3 separate regions of the Sus scrofa genome follow, and regions 1 and 2 are each linked to region 3. The links are chromatin contacts, called in public HiChIP or PLAC-seq and promoter capture Hi-C maps. All regions are on one chromosome and are shown on one strand. The core of a region is the stretch at or near the end of the contact, and the rest is flanking DNA. Distances in the headings are between cores, read along the strand shown.

Evidence for each region. Promoter capture Hi-C pulls out the DNA fragments that hold promoters and counts their contacts. HiChIP or PLAC-seq counts read pairs in DNA pulled down with a chosen protein or histone mark.
Region 1: a contact with region 3 is called in a promoter capture Hi-C map of liver, with 3 times the contacts expected there. The contact joins the promoter of RAB17 here to the enhancer-like site in region 3. A contact is called at or near these places in 1 of 5 promoter capture datasets (liver), 9 of 47 Hi-C or Micro-C datasets (heart right ventricle, liver, skeletal muscle and 1 more) and 1 of 2 datasets of contacts at active chromatin or transcription factors (skeletal muscle).
Region 2: a contact with region 3 is called in an H3K27ac HiChIP or PLAC-seq map of alveolar macrophages. The contact joins two enhancer-like sites. A contact is called at or near these places in 1 of 5 promoter capture datasets (liver), 25 of 47 Hi-C or Micro-C datasets (alveolar macrophages, blood, brain and 11 more) and 2 of 2 datasets of contacts at active chromatin or transcription factors (alveolar macrophages and skeletal muscle).

Annotation. Positions count from the first base shown.
Region 1 is chr15:137,254,214-137,258,307 of Sscrofa11.1, forward strand. RAB17 (RAB17, member RAS oncogene family) reads right to left here and starts at 1,600. Exons shown (of 6, transcript NM_001243950.1): 1 at 1,411-1,600.
Region 2 is chr15:137,395,703-137,399,639 of Sscrofa11.1, forward strand. All of the region lies in intron 2 of LRRFIP1 (leucine-rich repeat flightless-interacting protein 1), which reads left to right. Among named protein-coding and RNA genes, the nearest start is that of RBM44, 47 kb to the right of the region's middle. Within about 2 kb of position 1,864, at least 27 of the 83 cell types and tissues checked have an H3K27ac peak or open chromatin away from gene starts, as enhancers often do. A contact at or near this core is called in alveolar macrophages, fetal liver, liver and 1 more, where this site is marked.
Region 3 is chr15:137,326,417-137,330,819 of Sscrofa11.1, forward strand. All of the region lies in intron 1 of LRRFIP1 (leucine-rich repeat flightless-interacting protein 1), which reads left to right. Among named protein-coding and RNA genes, the nearest start is that of LRRFIP1, 45 kb to the left of the region's middle. Within about 2 kb of position 1,950, at least 36 of the 83 cell types and tissues checked have an H3K27ac peak or open chromatin away from gene starts, as enhancers often do. A contact at or near this core is called in alveolar macrophages, fetal liver, liver and 3 more, where this site is marked.

The sequences.
Region 1 (4,094 bases), core at 350-2,849, 73 kb before region 3:
TGAGCTACATCTGCTGGCCTACGCCACAGCCACAGCCATGGCCAGATCAGAGCCACATCTGCCACCTACACCACAGCTCCTGGCAACGCCAGATCCACAACATATTGAGGGAGGCCGGGGATCGAACTCGCATCCTCATGGATCCTAGTCATGTTTGTTAACCACTGAGCCATGAAGGGAACTTCCTGTATCCCACATTTTTAAAAAAACTTAAGAAGGAGTTTCCTGGTGGTCTGGTGGTTAGGACTCCATGGTTTTGCCACCCTGGCCTGGGTTTGATCCCTGGTCTGGGACCTGAGATCCCATATCAAGTGGGCACATGTCACGGTCAAAAGAAAAAACAAAAACAAACAAACAAAACCCCCCAAACCTTAAGACATATCAAGGGCAGTTTCCCACATTGCTATATATGTTATAGATGCCTTCAGCCTCTAGGAATTTCATGACCACGTAACATTCCAGGTTGCTCCACTTACTACCTAGCTCTCTGGTCCTGGACTTTTCACTTGGCTTTATTTTTCCCTCTGTAATAAGTAAGACTGCAGTAAGCATTTTCGTGTGTCCTTTTTTGTGTGATGACATGTTGTGTTTGGTCATCAGAGGTCGGAGGGCTCGATTCATGGAGAAAATCTAAAATGTGACCCCTGTCTTGGCCTCTGCATTTCCCCAAGACGGGGTGACTGAAGCCCGTCCAAGAGCCGAGAGGAGAGAGTTCCCAGAATCGCCACATGCCTCGCGAGGCCAAGAGGGACGCCCTCGAGCATTTTGGTTGGGGCTTTTCACATCTTCTGAGCTCAGCCCCTTCTACCAAGGACAAAAGGGAAAGATGACAAATCCAGAGCCATCTTCTTGGGGGAGGGGCCACTCCAGGGGAGGGTCAGGGCTGCAGAGACTGCGAGCGCCCTGCCCGCCCGGGCAGGTAAGGAACACCAGGACTTTCCAGGAGTTGTTTGCTCCCCGTCAGGCCGTATCCCTTGAGCATCGTGACCCATTTGAAATGGATTCCTGTAAGGGCTCCTATTCATTACCTGCGGTTTACCTGGAATTTTCCCAGAGGCCACCGTTTAAACAGCCCTGTCCTTCCTGGACCCAGACCTAGCAAGCCATGGGGGACAAGCCAGGGCCCCTCGGGGGCTCAGGAGAACGCACTCCTTACCTCTCACTTTGCCCTTTTGAGCATGGGCACAGGGGCTCATGCACAGACACACAGACACACAACGCACAGACACGCATCACCCGCACACACGCACAGAGACACACACACAGAGATACAGACACACAGAGACACAAGACACATACACACATCACCCACACGGATACACCGACACACATGCACACAAACACACGCAGATGCAGACACACAGGCATTTACACACAGACACACACGCAGAAGTTTAAACAATGACTCACTCGTTCCGCGGGCCTGGTCACTTGCAGCGAGCCTGACAGCCTGTCATCACCGGGTCCTGCCGGGCCCCTGCCTGTGTCCCCTTTCTCCCCACTTCTGACCAGAGGAAAGGTTTGTTCCCTCCACAGGTGGGGCCGGGGCGTGCCTGTGGCAGTGGGCCAGGCGGAGGCTTGCCTCCCGCAGGAATAGGTATGAGCCGGCAGGGCAGCCTCGGGCCAAGGCCAGGCCCAGCCCCCTCCCCCAAGGTCAGGCCTCCTCCCTTCCGAGAGGCTTCCAGGGCAAAGTCCCCCACGGTCACGTGGTCACCTGGGGCAGGCGGGAGGCTGGACCTGAAAGCTGGAGCACCTGCACACCTGCAGGAAGTCACACTCCGCCGGGTCCCCAGCTCTGGCTGAGCTGCTCCGTTTTGTTAGGGTCTCATTTCCATGCTAAAGAGTTCCCTCCTTCCTCCAGCTGTGGGGGTCTTTATGGCACTTGACGCTAGTTGAGCCCAGAAGAGAAAGAAGGCTTTGATCCAATGAATTCATTCCTCCCACAAAAAGCTGGGGGGTTGGGGCGGTGCGCCTGGAACCAGAGGCCAGCCAGGCTGGGCGGGTCACAGACGCCTCCTGGCTGGATGCCACTGGGGGCTGTACCTGTCTAAGGCCATCTCCTGCTCCGTCACCCCGACACCTGACCAGCCCTCCGCGGGGGTGGGGGCTGGGCACAGACAGAGGAAGGACACCTTGGGCCTTCCAGATTCTTCACATGGCTCTTAGGCTCAGCGGTAATGAACCCAGCTAGGAACCATGAGGACGCAGGTTCAATCCTTGGCCTCACTCAGTGGGTTAAGGATCCAATGTTGCTGTGGTGTATCCAGAGGCTACAGCTCTGATTCCACCCTTAGCCTGGGAACCTCCATATATGCCACAGGTGCAGCTGTAAAAAGACAAAAAACCTAGATAAGGTCTGAGCATTGAGGTGGGGGGAGGCTGTGTGCTGAGCAAAGTAGAAATTTGTCGGCTGAATCTGTCTGCAGAGAAGGTACAGAAAGCCCACTTTCTTTATGTTCTCCCGGCTCATCTTCATTTGAGGTTCCTGGGAGTCACACCCCGTCATCACCAGGGTTCCCCGCTCCTGGGGTCCTGGGGTCTTCTGCTGGAGGGGGACGTCTGTGCTAGGTCCCTGCTGGGACCTCTCCCACCAGCCCCTGCCTGGACCAGCTACTCTCTGCTGCACCCACACCCCCTCCGGAGCAGGGGTTCTTCTTCCCTCCCTGGAGGCCACCTGCAGCTTGCCGCCTTGCCAGGACCTTGTCACTTTAAAGACTCAGTCCCTCCCTCCCCTTTCGAATGGCAACCCCATCCCCCACGTGCAGACCAGACCCCAAAGGTCGGGGGCCGATGCGATGCCCGGCTCAGAACCCAGGTGCCAGAGGGTCCAGTTCTAAAACAGGAGAGGGAGTTTCCATTGTGGCACATCGGAAATGAATCCGACTAGGAACCGTGAGGTGTCGGGTTCAATCCCTGGCCTCGCTCAGTGGGTTAAGGATCCAGGGTTGCCGTGAGCTGTGGTGTCTCAGACATGGCTCGGATCTGGCATTGCTGTGGCTGTGGCATAGGCTGGTGGCTGCAGCTCCAATTAGATCCCTAGCCCGGGAACCTCCATATGCTGCAAGTGTGGCCCTAAAAAGACTAAATAAATAAATAAATAAATAAAATATATGCGGGTGATTTTCTGCGACGGTGCTGAGCTGCTGCCCCCTTTCCGTAAGGCATCCACCTCCCTGCAGGCTGCAAGGGGCACAGAGTGTGGGGGAGTTGTTAATACAATTTTATGGCAGGAATGCAAGAGACAGAATTGTTAATAACTAGCGTCTGATACTCAAATGGGAGTTTTGCACCTGCAGCCAGACCACAGGTTTGAAAGCCAGGTCTTGTCCGAAGATTTTTTTGTTTGTTTGTTTGTTTGTTTTTTTTTTGAGGTCCACTCCAAACTCACATTATTCTTGGCCGAATCCAGTACTTTGCTGTTATAAGACGGAGGACCCGTTTTGCTGCTGACTGTCCACTGGGGCCTCTCTCAGCTCTTAGAGGCTCCCCCAGGCTTCTCACAAGGGATAGCTGGCTTCCTTGAGGCCCCCAGGAGACCCTGTCCGACTTGCAGACCCACTGTCCCAGGGTTCACCCGATTAGGTCAGGCCCACCAGGCCCAATCTCCCTCTTCATTCACAGAAAGTCAGCTGATGAGGGACCTTCGTTACACCTGCAAAAATCCCCTTACCTTTGCCTTTATAATAGAACCTCATCTCAAACGGGCACAGTCACTGTGTCCATGGCTGTGGAACACTCAAGAGGAGGGGCTCATACAGGGTGAGGCCACCTGGCACGGGACCCTGAGCCATCTGGAAACGCCCCTGCCTCAGCACGGAGCCAGAGAGACACAGAGTGAGGCAGGGATGGGAGGTGGCAGGGAAACACCCCCAGGGCCTGGACCGGGACCAGCCCCCAGTGGCCTGGCCTCTTCTCACCTCCAAGGGCCTGCGCCACCGTGAGAGGCCAGGACAGGTACTCTGGAGGCCTGGGGGCTGATGGCTTCTGTGGCCTTAGGGTCACCCGGCACAGCCCAGCATTTGGGTGGGTCTTTTCCCTGACACCTGTGGGTGCCTCCCCAGGGGGACTCTTGCAGGTACGCCCTCTCCCGACAC
Region 2 (3,937 bases), core at 614-3,113, 69 kb after region 3:
CCCCCTCACTGGGTTAAGGGTCTGGCATTGCCGTGGCTGTGGTTTAGGCCAGCAGCTGTAGCTTCGGTTCAACCCCTGGCCTGGAAACCTCCTTGTGCTGAGAGTACAGCCCTAAAAAGCAAAAAAAAAGAAAAGAAAAAAGGAAAAAAATAGGCAAATGAATGAAGGATAAAGGTAAACAAAACGGAACATGGGATCCGCCCTTGGACGTGAGGGAGCTCCCGGCCTGGCCTGAGGACCGGCTGAAATGGCATCAGCCCCGGGGGGCAGTCCCCAGAGGCAAATGCTCCTGGGCACCAAGGATGCTCCACGAATCCTGTAAATATGCATCCTCGGAGCTCCCTGACAGCCTGGTGTTTAGGATGTGGTGCTTTCACCACTGCGGCCTCGAGTTCAGTCCCTGGCCTGGGAACCGAGATCTCACATCAAGCCACAGCATGCCTCAAGCTAAAAAAAAACAAAGAAAAAGAGATTCTCCTCGTCCCATACAAACTGTGAGGGCTCACTAAGAAATACTTGAAAGTGCTTTTGAAAATTATTGGCTACTGGAGTTCCCGTCCTGGCGCAGCAGAAACGAGTCCGACTAGGAACCATGAGGTTGCGGGTTTGATCCCTGGCCGTGGGTGTGGCCCTAAAAAAAAAAAAAAAAAAAAGGGAAAAGAAAAGAAAATTATTGGTTACTTAATCAATTGGCTAAATAATCCAGTTTTATGATCTAGTCAGTTTCTCCAGTCACCGTGAAGACTGGGGAATTCTCATGAAGTAAGCCAAGGTCACCTACAGTTTTCTTCAGAGTGAATTTTTATAAATATTAAACCTAGTGATTGGCATACCATGAGGGTTTTTTGACATCTAATTAAACACCAGCTAATTTCATATTGAGTACATTTTAGTGGGGTGGAGCCCACTATTTTAAGTCTTTTTCCCAGTTCTTAAATATTTTTGAGGCCTTGAGAAAGCTCTTAAACCCTTTGGAGTGGATGAAATAGCTCTGGCCCACATGACGGCAAGAAGGCAGCTAAATGGTTTTCTTTTCTCCGTAAGAGACAGCGCCCTAATTCTTGCAGAGAATGCGCTTCCCAAGCGCGATGTGGATCTCTGGTGACCCAGGCAGAACTTCTTTCGAGTGTCTGGCAGGATGTACACCGTGGATTCTCTTTAAACGTCACCTCTGTAGAGGAGCTTTGCTGAGCAGCTGATTCCCGGCCGTCAGGGTGCTTCCTGGCACTGCCGATGGCTCTTGTGTTGTTATGTTGGGCTTTCAGCCTCCGGCAGGAGGGATGGCTTTGAAGGTAAAGCAGGCCTAACGTGGGGCTGCATGCCCCTGGGATCACGTTGTGCAGAAGAAATAAAAGAATGAAAACACATTTTTTTTGTTTCTGCACTAACGCTGCCCTCCCACAAAGAAGGCACACACAGTACACATCTGTTGGATTAAATGGGACACATTGAACCCCGGGGTAAAGTCCCCTTGGGGATCTTTGGGCCATCATCCGGTGCCCGCAGATCAGCAGGCTGAGTGGGAGGGCAGGGCCGCTAAGCTCTGGTCCCCCCCCACCTCCCCTCCCCGAGGCGTCCAGCCCAGCGGATGCGGAGCTCCCCACGCCCGGGAGCGCAGCCTGCCAGGCTCTCCATCAGCTCGGAGCTGTGGCTGCTGACAAACGCACCTGCCCTTGTGAGGGGGCTGGGGGTCCCTCTGGTGGTGACCTCAGAGTCCAGGCTGACCCCAAGTCTGCACAGGACAGTGCTGAGCCCACCATGAAAGTCTTGTCCCCGTCCCCGTTCTCCCAAGAAGTTAGCCTCAGACGCAGTAGGTGTTTACAATTAAATGACTCACTAGTTAAATTAGTTAACGATTAAGTGACCAGGTCTTGGACGCAAAACAGTTTTGCTTGAAAACCTCCCTGTTTTCATCCTCCTCCCAGTGCTAAGGTGGGTGCGTTGGAGGAAGGACCTGGGCTGTGTGCCAAGTGGCCTTTTTAGTTGTTCTGACCCTTTGGGACGCTGTCGTGACCAGGAGCCATGAGCGTTGTCTCCAGCAGAAAGTGACAGCAGGGGGAAGCCGGCTTGCCTTCTCTTGCGAAATCCTCAGCCTGGGCGGTCAGTGTCCTTATTTCGTGGTGCTGATGACAGGCTACGTAACCCGAACCAGGTCTCGTGGCCGATAAGAGGCGGACCCTGGACTCAGACCTTTCTACCTCCCGTCAGCCCACCTTGGCCACGCCGCCTCCATCATACCGGTGACTCCCGAGGTGCCACACAGACCGCAGCAAGGCAGACTTTATGCTAATCCTTTGCCGAGTGATCAGGTCAGATCAGGCAACTTCAGAGCAGTTTTTGACTCAGGAGCTGGGGAGACTTGGGCTGGAAACAAGCCCTGTTAACAGCAGTCTGTCCTATCTCTGCACCGTAAACCAGTGACACGGAACATACTAGAACTTGTCTGCAGGGGGCAGGTGTTCCTCCCTCGGAGCAGCAAACCCAGAGGCGAAATACTTCTGCTTTCAAGGCTGACGTTAGGCGTCTTCCTTTATTTTGAACAATAAAGCTGAAAGGCGAGGCTGGGAATGCTGGTAAATTTCTCGTACACACGCCACACGCGGCAGTGACTCTCACACGTGGTCCGTGTAGAGCGCGTGGTCTGTGCGGCCGAGACAGCATCTTACACAGTGTGTGTGTAAATACACAGTAACTGTTTATCCAGCAGGGCCAGGAGGTTAGGCAGGACGGTCTCGAGAGCTTGCTCGTCTGGACCAAGGCGCTTCACGTTGTAGTGGGTCCTCCAGCAAGTACTCCTCCAGTGCCCGCTGCGCGCCAGGCCTTGTCTGGGCGCTGGGGATTCAGCAGGGAACAAAACAGACACAGACGCAGCCCTCGGCAATTCCACGCGGGTGGAAAACCAGGCAAACTTGGTGAGGGTATCTGCGCTAGTGTTGCACACGCACCCCTGAAGTGCGGCAGCTCCTTGTAATGTGCAGCGGGGGCTCTGCCGCAGGTGGGGAGGCCCGGGTGGAGCCCAGTCGGTGGGCCTGACTGGCTGCTCAGACCCCCCCGGGTGCTGAAATCCTGCCTCCCCTGCCACCTTCCCCCGACCCTGCCTAGCTCAAGAGGAAGGTGAGAAGTTTTTTTTCAGGGGCAGGTATATTTAGGGCTAGAACAAATGTGAATACACATCAAAACTAAGAGGAAGTTTCCAGGTACGTGAGTGGCTGGTGTTTTTGACTCCAGCAAAAGAGAGGGTGCCGCAGCTGTGGTTTAGGTCACGACTGCGGCTCAGATCTGATCCCTGGCCAGGAAATTCCGTATGCCTCGGGGCGGCCAAAAATGCAGGAAGGAGAGAAAAAGAGAGAAAGTTTCGGTGGGTGGATAGACACGTAGGCACACAAGCAACCAGATAGACGGTCATGTGACTCTCCAATAAGCCAGGCCCGATTCTGTATGAAGCCTCAATCGTATCAGGTTTTCACGTAGAAAGAGAATAGGCAAGCCAGCTTTTCCGCTTCCCCAACACCAGGCGCCCTGGCCCCGTTCCGGGTCTGTGCCAGGTGGGGGCCGGCGTCACGGCTCACGGTCTCCAGGCCAGCCCCTTCCTCGCAGAGGGATGCTTCTCTGCACAGAAACGAGGTGTCCTCCGCACCCCAGCCGATCAGATGCTGTGTGTGCTCTCCCCTCCTAACCCGGAATTGTGTGTTCCTCTGATAGCATGATTAAGCCCTGTGTTTTGAGTGGCCTGAGCGGGAAGCAGCTTCGTTCCCGTTCCTGGGGGGCCGGTGCTGGCCACACTCCCCGCGCCCTCGCCTGCCTTCCTCTGGGCTGCGCGGGGCCTCGGTCCTCCTCCTGCCTTTGCTGACCTGTTCTTTGTTTCTGTCCGACTGTCCCGGCCGGCTGTGTGGGCAGCCCTCGGAGCACAGCGGCCAGCTCAAGTCCAGCTCCCGCG
Region 3 (4,403 bases), core at 700-3,199:
TCAAAAATAAAAATTGAACAGAAATCAAAGATTTAAAAATTCTTAGGTATCCGTCAGGATCATATTGTTCAGACTGGAAGCAGAACATTTTCCGCACCCGCATAACACAAATTTTATCTTGCCTTTAAACAAAAGTATTGACCTAAATTTAAGTTCGTTTTATATGTAGTTTATTATTCTGGTTGTTCTAAGAGAATAACTACTTTATCATATGTTGAAATAAGACCTTACCAATACCTAAGAACAGATGATATATATTTTAAAATATTTCCCTTAGTCTGAAGCTCTAAACAAATCTTGTAATGTGATTCATCTTGTGTCTTCAAGGATTGCTGTGGATAAACCACGAAATACTGACTTTCAGTGTCTTTTTAATAGTTACAGTTTTTCACTTCATAGGGCATTAATGAAATTCCTTCCCTGTTGGTGGAATTGTTAGAGTTTATGGGCGGAGTAGACTGGAGATCCCTAGTAGCTAACCAGCAGGTGAGCCAGAAGGTTAAGGATCCAGCGTTGTCACTGCTGTGGTGCAGGTTCGATCCTTGGCCTGGGAACTTTCCAGTGCCCTGGGTGTGACCCAAAAAAAGAAATGATGAGACTTATCAATGCGTGTACATTGCCTCTGTGAGTCAGAAGAGTGGTGACGTTTCTACGTTAAATAAAACGCTGACATAGGTGAGCTTGTTGCCCAAGTTCCTCAGCTGAGGGCCGGGCCCTCTTGTATTACAAACGCTCCAGTTTTTATAAATGATCTCAGGGAACAGAAGAAAGCTGGAGATTTGGTGTCGGGTTTGAAATCACCACCAGGAGGCAGAACAGACTCTTCTGTCACTGGCCCGTGGGATGAAAAGGCCACCGTCTGGTGGCAGGACGCCAGGCGGCACCTAGGAGGGTGATGTCCAGGTGACCTCTGGGAGCTTGCACTTTGCCCACGGGGCAAGGGCAGGGAGCCCATGGGCTTCACAGGAGGGCCCTCCTCCTCCCCACGTCCCTGGAATCATCTTGTTTCCTCAGAAACAAGGCTGAGTTGTCTGTCTGCATTCCCTTCCCCGGGCAGGGTGTGGGGGTGTTTCCAGTTAATGTGGCCGCACGTGTCACACGCCTCATTACTTAGTTAATTACTTATTGTGCAGTTATGTGGCATCAGTCTTGCCCCGGAGGTCTGAGGGCCCGTGCTCACTGTCACAGCGGCAGCTGCGGGGTCTCTGTGCGCCCTCCACCCACGCGGTGGCTGTCGAATGGCGAGACCCTCCCCTCCGTGCCCCCCGGGGGTGGGGCCGGGCCGTGAGCACAGCTGTGTGTGGACTTCACTTTCTGTGGCATTCAGACAAAGGTGTAATATGACCCATAAAATGCGAAAATTCCTGTTTACTGTTTGCAGGATGGTCGGCAGTGTCCGTTAAGTGCGAGGTGACCCGGGGCATGAATTTGCCTGATCAGTATTATTTTCTCTTTCAAACCTTGACGAGAAACCGGGGACCAGTGGTCAATCATGTGATCAATCATGTGACTTTTTAAAGCCAAAATTAAGGAGGAAAAAAGAACTGTACTCGACGCCCTGAAAGACCCAGAAGGATTTTCCACTTCGGGTCCAGTAACCCTCCCAGGGCCTTTGGTTCGATGTCAACGGAGCCCTGAAACCGGGGCGGAAAAAAGAGCAGCGTTAGGAACGGAGGCCGAAAACTTTAGCAGTGTGACAAGCACTCACCGCCCAGTGCCACCTACCCCCGTGGCCCTTTTCGGTGGCACCGGACCGCCGGAGACACGCCCACGGCCATGCGGGCGCCCGTCATTCAGTGGGGAAGCCCGCCTGCGGGCCGGGCGTCAAGCCCCTGCCTCTGCCTCCGCGCTGCAAACGCCGCTTCTCCCCGCGCCGGGGCCGCGGCTCCGCGCAGCTCGTCGCCCCTAGAGGGCGGCCGGGGGGCGGCGGAAGGAGCCGGGACCTGCTCCTCCCCGTCGGCTTCCTGTTTCGCTGAGCATCACCCGGCAACCGCCCATCACCCGGGCACCGGGGCGGGTTCCTTTCCTGGGGTTTTTCCGGCCCACGGTCGTGGATGCCCGTTGGAGACTTGGAGCTCCATGCCTTCTGAGCCTTTGGGGTACACTAACCCAGCCCTCGCTGTTCCCCCGATTACTACCTCTGTGTGACCCAAACCGCCTTTGCCCACTCAGTCACCCAACACCTGTTTAGTGGGCCCCCATATTAAATTACTTCTCTTTACAAAGCTGGGGTCATTTCCTCTTTTTCTCGCTAACGCTGTGATTGATACATTATATCACAATTAAAAATATATTTTGATAGTAGGTTTCAGAATAATCTCCATTGTAAAGAGATTTCAAAGGAAATTGGGGGGGTTAAGTTGAATTTTTTATATATACTTAAATATATAAATTTTATATTTAAATATATATATAATATATATTTTTTATATTTAAATATATAAATATAATATATATTTTTTTATATTTAATTTGATCCTTCTTCAGTTTCTCCGGATCCAATCTCTAAAACAATCTTTCCAGCACCTGCAAACAAATAAAAGCATTCAAATCAGGTATGCTAGAACAAAATAAATACCAGATGACCCAAGTGAATTACATTTCTATCATATTTTAATAATTTATGCTTTGTTATAAGCATTTAAAAATACCATTCTGAGGAGTTCCCATTGTGCCAACGTTGTCTCTGTGAGGGTGTGGGGTTGGATCCCTGGACCCGCTCAGTGGGTTAAGGATCCAGCATTACCCCAAGCTGTGGCATGGGTTGCAGGATTGGCTTGGACCCAGTGTTGCTGTGGCCGTGGCGTAAGCAGGCAGCTGCAGCTCCAATTTGACCACTAGTCGGGGAACTTCCATATGCTGCAGGTGCAGCTGTAAAAAGAGAAAAGGAAACATACCATTCTGAGAACGGCCACAGGCGTCACCAGCCTGCCAGGGGCATCTGTGATGCAAAAATAGGAAAGACCAGAAAGTGGTTCGCAGCCTAATTAATGGCCCTTTCCTTTTAGCTTAAAAGCCTCGAGGAACACACAGCATAAAGGTTTTTCTTTCCATTCTTCCTTTCTTTTCAAATAAACTACAGAGGAGAATGAAGCTCTGCATTATTTTCCTCCTTTAAAAGAAATATCAAAAAACACAGAAGGTAGAAGGAACTAAAAAAGTTGTCTGTATTCTCATTGTAACATAAAGACCGCCATGGCTCTGGGGCTTTTTTTTTTTTTTTTTTTTCATTTTCTTGGGGTCTTTTTACTTGTTTATCTTTTCATTGATGTTATTGGTGTGTGCTCTGAGTGTGTGTGTGTATTGAGTGTGCATTCAACATTGTCATAAGTGTGTCACATTCTATTACATATGCATCAGAAACACCATTTTTGTAGCCGGACAGGATGCCATAAAATAGACAGCCTGAGGCGGACTTGGCCATTTTCTTACCATGAAAAACTTTTAACGTAAATATCGTTTTGGTGGTAAGATGTACATACTGTAAAATTTACCATTTAAGCATTTCGGGGCGTACAGGTGAGCAGCAGTCACATTGTCGGGAAACCATCCCACCACCCCTCTCTGCACCTTTTCCCTTTTCCAAACTGAATCTCTGTCCCCCATCCCGCACCCACTCTGTGTCCTTCCCCCAAGCCCCCGCCACCATTCCGCTTTGTGTCTCCACGAATTTTATTAACGTAAATTCTTCCTACTGTGTGTTGCTTTTCTGTTGAAAGTTTATGGTGAAATGGCCTAAGTGTATGTACTTCATGCAAGCAGCATTTGCCTGCCTGCCTTCCTTTTCTCCTTTAAAAAAAATTAAATTTGCTGACGTGCCCGTAGTGGCTCAGCGGGTTAAGGACCCCATGGATGTTGTCTCTGAGGATGTGGATTCCAACCCCTGACCTCGCTCAGCAGGTTAAGGATCCGGCACCGCCTCAAGCTGTGGTGTAGGTCGCAGATGTGGCTCAGATCCCGCGTGGCCATGGCTGTGGTGTAGGCGGGCGGCTGCAGCTCCCGACTCGAACCCTAGCCTGGGCACTTCCATACGCTGTGGGTGTGGCCCCCCAAAGAAAAAAAATCGAATTAGCAACTGGCCTCATAGAAGGCCACCCTGCCAGTCCGATTGTTATTTTCCTGATGACACCCGAAACTTCACGTAAGGTTGTGGTGACCTGAATCTCTCCATTTCCAAGAATTCTAAGTGTTAGAGCTCAGGGCAGGAAGATGGTTTTAAAACTGAGATTTACACACCAAGACGTCCCTCCACCCAGATTTCTGAATCTGTTTGGTGGGGGGGCTGGCCTCCCGCAGAGACGCTGGAACGCACACCGTCTAACTTCTGTTTCTGGGGAAAATTCCACACTGACTGTCCACTTCCTCTTCTTGGGAATCTGCACAAATGGAGTCAATTGGATTTT